Regions from separate parts of the Gossypium hirsutum genome. Here region 2 is linked to region 1. Evidence: chromatin contacts called from public Hi-C data. All regions are on one chromosome and are shown on one strand. The core of a region is the stretch at or near the end of the contact, and the rest is flanking DNA. Distances in the headings are between cores, read along the strand shown. Region 1 has its middle 48 kb from the start of LOC121213623. Region 2 holds the start of LOC107922106.

Region 1 (3,482 bases), core at 759-3,258:
TTTAATACCTCCCTATTTGTTGTTTAAGTAATTACATATATTTGCTCCCTCCTTTTCGATTTTCTTTTAAGAGAATGGTTTTATAATGTGACTTTCTTTTAAGGAAAATAGTTTTATAATAGTGAAATTATTAGATCATACCAAAATGATAAAGTTTGAGTAAGATTTAATGGGATAGATTAAATGTAGTATAGAATAATAATGCTTTATAATGTTTCTTTCATACAGCATTGTCAAGATCATCCTTAATCAAGATTTAATCAGACATAAGCAAAAATCGATGAAATTAATCCCAGCACTGTATCTTCCTGTGCTAAATGATGAAGAACATAATAAACGGAATCAATGATAACAGAGACCGAGATAACAAATCTATATTTCAATCATATACATGCACAACAGATGAAGATAAACATCTCTTTTACTTCAATGATATATGATGACTCAAAGGGAAATAAACAGCAATAGAAAATAAACAGCAATAGAAACATGCAATCGGGGAAACTAACCTGTACTGACTTGATCGGGGCAGAGATATATGAAGAACAACCTGTAATCGGAAAAGGGGAAATCGATTAGGTTAACAGTGTAATAATCGATGAAGAAGTCACTGCACTAACAAGGCAGTGATTCGAATCTGCTAACATGCAGAAAAAAGCTAAAGACACTACAAGGCAGCCATTGAAACTAATTACAGAGAGAAAAAGAGAGTTAGCAAAGAAAAGAAAAGAAAAAAGAGAGTTGAAACTCATTACAGTGATTCCATTCCTTTACCTTTCAGTTGCAGTAACCTGGAGACCCACCAACTGAGAGCAATTGAAAGAGTGACAGAGAGAACAAGAAAAGAAAAAGGTCGATTGGTTGAGAAGGCAATCGAAAGAGTGGCAGAGAGAAAAAGAAAAGAAAAGAAATGGAGGGAGCAAATCGGCAGAAAAGATGCGTGACTGGGAGAAAATCGGCAGGAAAGAAAAGCAAAGAAACAAGGAAGGAAATCGGATGAAGGAACAGAAGAGAAACAAAGGGGATCGGGGGAGGGTAAATCAGGGAGGTGATGCTGAATCGGTAGCAAATCTGGGCAAAAGAGGGGGAATAGAAATCGATGGTTTTCACCGATTAGGAAGGTAATGGATTAAGTGCGTATTACCAATACATCAAACCAAATGACGTAATACACCCGAATTAGGTGGGGCCCACCGATTAGCGGTGTATTGGCTATGCCAATACACCAAACCAAACATAACGTAAATGGGTTATTCGACGATTCCCGAAATAGATTTCTTTTTTTACCCAATTTATCCATGCAGAAAATCATCTAAAACTCCAAAATTAAACAAAGAAAATCAATCAAAAACAACAACACTTTAATCTGAACATTGCAACAAGTAAACTATGGCAGAAAAAATAAAAAAACTTTATAACATTTATCTTTAAAAAAAGAGACTCAATAATCTCAATCTCAAACACTCAAACATAATACAAAGAAAAAAAAACAACCCATATATAGGAATACCTAAAGGAACTAAATTTGCTTAAATTTTTGAGTAAGTAACTTGCATGTTTCTTCATCTTTGCTACTGTTTGGTCTTTAAGGTAGAAAAGAAAGCCATGGCTGGTTACTTTTTGGGAATTTTGGAATCCAAAATTTCTAAGCATAACAAGTAGATAAGAATGGAAGGATAAATATTTTTATCATTTTAGATAAAATAAAAATGTTGGAATGGTGTTGCCCATCTGTTGGCTATTGAAGGAATAAAACGAGGGATACATCAATGCTTGCGAGACAGAGTTCCTGATTTTGTCAGAGAAGAAGTGGAAAGGGATCAAAGGGGAAGGCTCTCTGAACATATGTTTTCTGATTCAAGGGAGGGGAGTCTTGGGTGGATGTAGGATCTGGAAAGGACATTTTTGTAGGAGATGAAAGGTTGAAGAAGCTTGGGAAGGGGATTGATTAATCGATGTTTGTTGCTTTTTAGGAAAGTTTACTGCTTTTGTTTCATTAGCTGAAGCATCGGTGGCTTCTAGAGTTTTCTCCTAGATTGGGTTGCTGGGCTTTAGTTTGTTCTTGTTTCAGCCCACTTCTATTAATCTTTTATTTTTTGGGCTTTGTTTATTTTTGATTTATTTTTCTAAATAAAAGTCTAACATTATTCAAACAAAAAAATTGTTGGAATGAAGCAATTTTAAGAATAATTGTTGATGAAAAATTTTGGTGAAAGGGAAAAATAATCAGGGAAGAAAATGATGATGACTGGTACATTTTGGGATTTTTGTGGGTGGGCTTGGGTATTTAGTGGAATTTTATGGGTAAATTACACTTAAATCATTAAATTATTAATAAGTTTATATTTTGGTCATTCAATTTTAAAAAATTACAAAATGATCACTAAGTTTAATTAAAGGATATATTTTGGTTTTTTAATATTTTTAGAAAAATAAAGACATAATTATATTAAAAATGTTATTAATTGTATATTATTAAATTATATTTAATAATATTATTAAAATATGATTAAATTATTTATTTTTATTTTTATTAAAATTTAACAACAATAATATCTATTTAAAAAAATTCTATTAAGGGTGTTCTGGTCATTTCAGCTTTGTTCCTATACTATTATAACATTTATTCCATTCAACTAAACACAAGAATACTATTAGAGCTATATTTCATTTCATTCAACCAAACAATTGAATTACTAATTACAGTTCTATTCCATTACAGCTTTATTCCATTACAGTAAACCAAACGTGGTATAAGTGTCCTTTTCGGACCTCAATCTTGAGCAGCTATATCTATTGTCTTCAAATCTCTTACTCTTGACACTTCTACATGACCCCAATTCTTGCTCATTCTTCACTATTGGGTCTGTGTTCCCTTCAACTATGAAACGATCAAACAAGCTTTTAATGCCCTCCATTTCAAGCTTTTCCAGTTTTCTTCCTCCTACTCGAACAGTTTTCTGTATCTATTTAAGTGCATCATGGCATTTCTAGGATTGCCATACACACAAGTAAGCCCAAGAAGAGTAATTACACAATTTAATATATGCCAACAAAATCAACTTGTTTATTCAAAGGGTTAAAGGTAGGGGAGTGCAAAATTTGGGTAAAACCAAAAAAATTCGGTTAACCGACCAAATTTAGTTAATAGTTAATTCGATTCGAAACCGACCGGTTAAATGAATTTTTTTAGTTTAACCGAAAAAATTAATAAATAAAATTATAATATATAAATAGGCCCACTATTCACCTAAACCCAATCCAAACTCAAGTATCCAACGCAGCCTAATTACCCAACTCAACCCAATCATAAAAATTACAAATAATTTAATAAATAAAAATAAAATTCTAATACTAAAACTAAAACTAAAGTCTAAAAAAAAAAACATATAATTCGGGTAATTCGGTTAATTTGGTTAATTCTGGTAATTCAGTTAATTCGGTTAATTTTTAACCAAAAATAGAAAAATATAATTTTCGGT
Region 2 (3,447 bases), core at 575-3,074, 210 kb before region 1:
GAGAATTCAGCTTCAGAGTAACATTGCTATTATACAAAAGTTTAATCCTTTCCAGGAAAATCATATCTCAGTAGAAGCTAAATTCGTACGTAAAACATCAGTTTGAGATATACACAATGACAAAATCATTATCCACTGTACAGGTAAGACAGACAGGAAACTTCTCCCTACCTGGTCTTCACAATTACAATATCACATGATGGACAATCTGTCCAGAAGAACCCCAGTATACTCTCTGACTCGGATTTGCACCTGTGAGTGAAAGTTTCCCCTGTTTCTCTATGCCAAAATTGTATAGAAATATTGGACCGTTGGACTGCTATAATCTTTTCATCTAGAGAAAACCGGACAGAACAGATAGGCCCTTCAGTTATCGAATCAGTGATAGGGGCAGCAAGAGGAGAAAATGGAGCAGTTTTCCACGAAAAGATCTGTGCAAAAAAGAATGTAAAATATGGAACTGCAATATCTAAAAAGCTTCTACAATGTTATTTAAGTTCAGAACTATTAAACCTGGTCAGATGTAGGAGAGATGAGTAATTTATTTCCATCATCATAATAGAAACCTCTTGATCCAGGAATGTTGCAACGGAGAGGGGGATATTGTATGAAAACATGTGATAGAGCACCAGATCCCAGACCACCAACACTAGCTTGCGAACTTGAAGCTTTCCAGGCCATCTTTCTAAGGTTATCTTGTACTTTTAGCCTGAAAATGCAAATTGCTGGTGAATAATAACACTAATAAAGCACAAAAGATAGTATCAGTACAAAAGAAAGAATGTATCAGAGCTTAAAGACTAGCATCAAAGAATAAACAGAAAGGTTTATTGGGTTTACCTTATCATACAAACTGCAAACCCAAAGCTCCAAATATTACACCTTTCCCCGGAGCTATAAATCAAAAGAAAGTAGAAAACTAATTCTTAGCACAGTTTTTCAAGAAGGAAAAAGATAAGATCTTTGCAACCCAATTATCAAATACGGTGTATTTCTTTTTTAATATAAAAATATGTTCCTAAGCAATCCTAGAATATGGATACCGTATTCTGCATGCAAGTCTTTAGTGCAAGAAATTCTTTCAAACACATATCACGTTCAACTTCAGGAACTTTTGCTGCAACACAGGCCCCGTATTCATTCGCCTGAAAAGACAACATTGTAGTCGAAACAATGAGCTAACCACAAGCAGAATTAAACAGCAGGTTCAAGGTAATATCTTTCTGCAATCATATTTTTGTTCATTTTCAACCTCAAATTACTCATTCATGAACTTAAAGCGTACTGCAAACAAAAAAAGAAAATCCCGAAACTAGATGTAATGATACTAAATCAGTAGAACAAATTGAGACTTCATGGACAAACCTGTGCCGTACAATTCACTAAAATGCGTCTAAGTGGAGAGATTGTTTTCTTTTCTTTCATATCCACAGCTCTGATAAAGAACAAAAAAGTACATATATCATAATTTTAAAAACTTCAAAGATTGATAGGGTGGGAATCGTTCATGAATTGATGAAATTAGGGTTTTCAATTAAATTGATAAGAAAGACTGAAAATAAAAATAAAATCCAAGAACTGATTTAACTTTAAAAAACAAACTAATTAGCAGAATCTAAGACCGAAAAAAAAGAAAGAATTACCTGGGAAATTCAACATTTTTATCACGCGGGATTCAGGGAACAAAATTCTATGGTATCAAATCTAAAAGAATTGGGTTTTGATCGTTGTTGAATCGAGTTTACTTGTCAAACTACACCTAACGGTCTTTATCTGAAAATTAGGGGACACAAAACGCCGTCGTACGAGAGCCACCGCCCAAGTTTTGTTTTTAATTTCTTTTTGGGATTAGTTGAGATGTAATTTACCTCGAAACTTTATCCCATCCTACAACATTGTATTTTTTTTAAAGGGTAAACTATGTAATCAACCCACTATCAAAATTTTTTATTTTAGGCACCTAAAATAAAAATTTTGTAATTTAAGTAATCATATTATATAATTTGGTTATTTTAGTCACTTTCCTTAAAATCACAATCAATAACTTGGTATAACAATTTAAAAAATTGATATAATAACAAATTTAACCCTCAACTTTTACATATTATATCAATTTAATCATAATTTTAAAAAATTAACCCTCAAAATTTACAATTGATCTCAATTTGATTCTAATTCTAAAAAATTTAAAGAAATATGTAAAAATATATAAAAATAAAAAATATATTATTGACAAGAAATCATAATATATAAATTATAAAATTTAAAAATATATAAAATAAATAAATATTTTTAAAAATTATAATAATAAATTAAAATATTATATTAATATTAAAGAAACTGAAAATTCCCCACCCTACACTCATCCTTTCCCTTTTCCCTGGACCCATCCCTCTCCTTCTTTCCCGCACCATATATATGAATTAATATTAGAAACAGATTCTGATACAGATGATGAAGAATATATATTTATGTTTATTCTTAGGAATTTCTTCTAACTAATTATTAGAACTACTTCCTATATTGAACATAAATATATATATTCTTCATCATCTGTATAAGAATCTGTTTCTGATATTAATTCATATAATATTTCATCATGATTTATTTCCTTTTCAGAACATATTTCTAAATCTTATTCTTCAAGTATTTTAATCATTTTTCTTGCACTTTTTTTCCTTTATTAGGACAATTTGGTGCTATAGGGCATGCTTCATCACATATAAAACATTTACATAGTTTTTAGGATTTTTATAAATTTTCTTCTAACGAATTTTTTCTTCTTACCAGAATTTTTTATCTTATTTTGTGGTTTCCATCGAAATAGCTTATATCTCCTATTTTTCTTTTTATGTTTTCTATAAGTAATAGGATGTACTGATTTACATCCCAATTCTCATTCATTTTCTAGAATTTTTGTACAATGTTTATTACTTAATTTATGCTTAACTTGTTTAGAAGCTTTACTTTGTAAACAATAACTAGTTATTCTTTCCTTCGCAAAATTAATTCTATTTCCTATAGAGTCTATAGTTTCTTAATCCACACTAGATATTTTACTCTGTTTTTCTAAATAAGAGTCATACTTTTTTATACATATCTCATCCCATGGTGGTGGTAATTTATGGAAATATTATTTTTTTCCAAAATTCTATATTTTTATTTTTTTAGTTTTTGATATTCATGAAGAAATTTCTTAGAAAAATCTTCTAAATATCTAATTATCATATAATTTAATTTTTGACAAAGCATAACTAGATAGACTATCTTGATCTTTTTTATCAATATAGCCACAAAATTATGTTTTTAGAATATAAGTTAATCCTTTTAATACATCTTTGGGAGTTTGAATTTGATTGATTAACTGCCATTTTTGTTCTTTTCCTTTTTCAGATTCTTCCCATCTTCTTAAGAATTGTAGAACGTCTCCTTGAAATGTTCCAACAA

Evidence for each region. Hi-C and Micro-C count contacts between places; a contact is called where the count stands out from the background.
Region 2: a contact with region 1 is called in a Hi-C map of leaf, with 2.9 times the contacts expected there. The contact joins the promoter of LOC107922106 here to the enhancer-like site in region 1. A contact is called at or near these places in 3 of 34 Hi-C or Micro-C datasets (all in leaf).

Annotation. Positions count from the first base shown.
Region 1 is chrD01:30,144,002-30,147,483 of Gossypium_hirsutum_v2.1, reverse strand. No RefSeq gene overlaps it. Among protein-coding and RNA genes, the nearest start is that of LOC121213623, 48 kb to the left of the region's middle. Within about 2 kb of position 2,008, at least 7 of the 9 cell types and tissues checked have an H3K27ac peak or open chromatin away from gene starts, as enhancers often do. A contact at or near this core is called in leaf, where this site is marked.
Region 2 is chrD01:30,349,633-30,353,079 of Gossypium_hirsutum_v2.1, reverse strand. It overlaps LOC107922106, which reads right to left and starts at 1,824. Exons shown (of 16, transcript XM_016851953.2): 1 at 1,644-1,824; 2 at 1,366-1,435; 3 at 1,044-1,145; 4 at 841-894; 5 at 514-709; 6 at 172-431. The coding sequence starts at 848.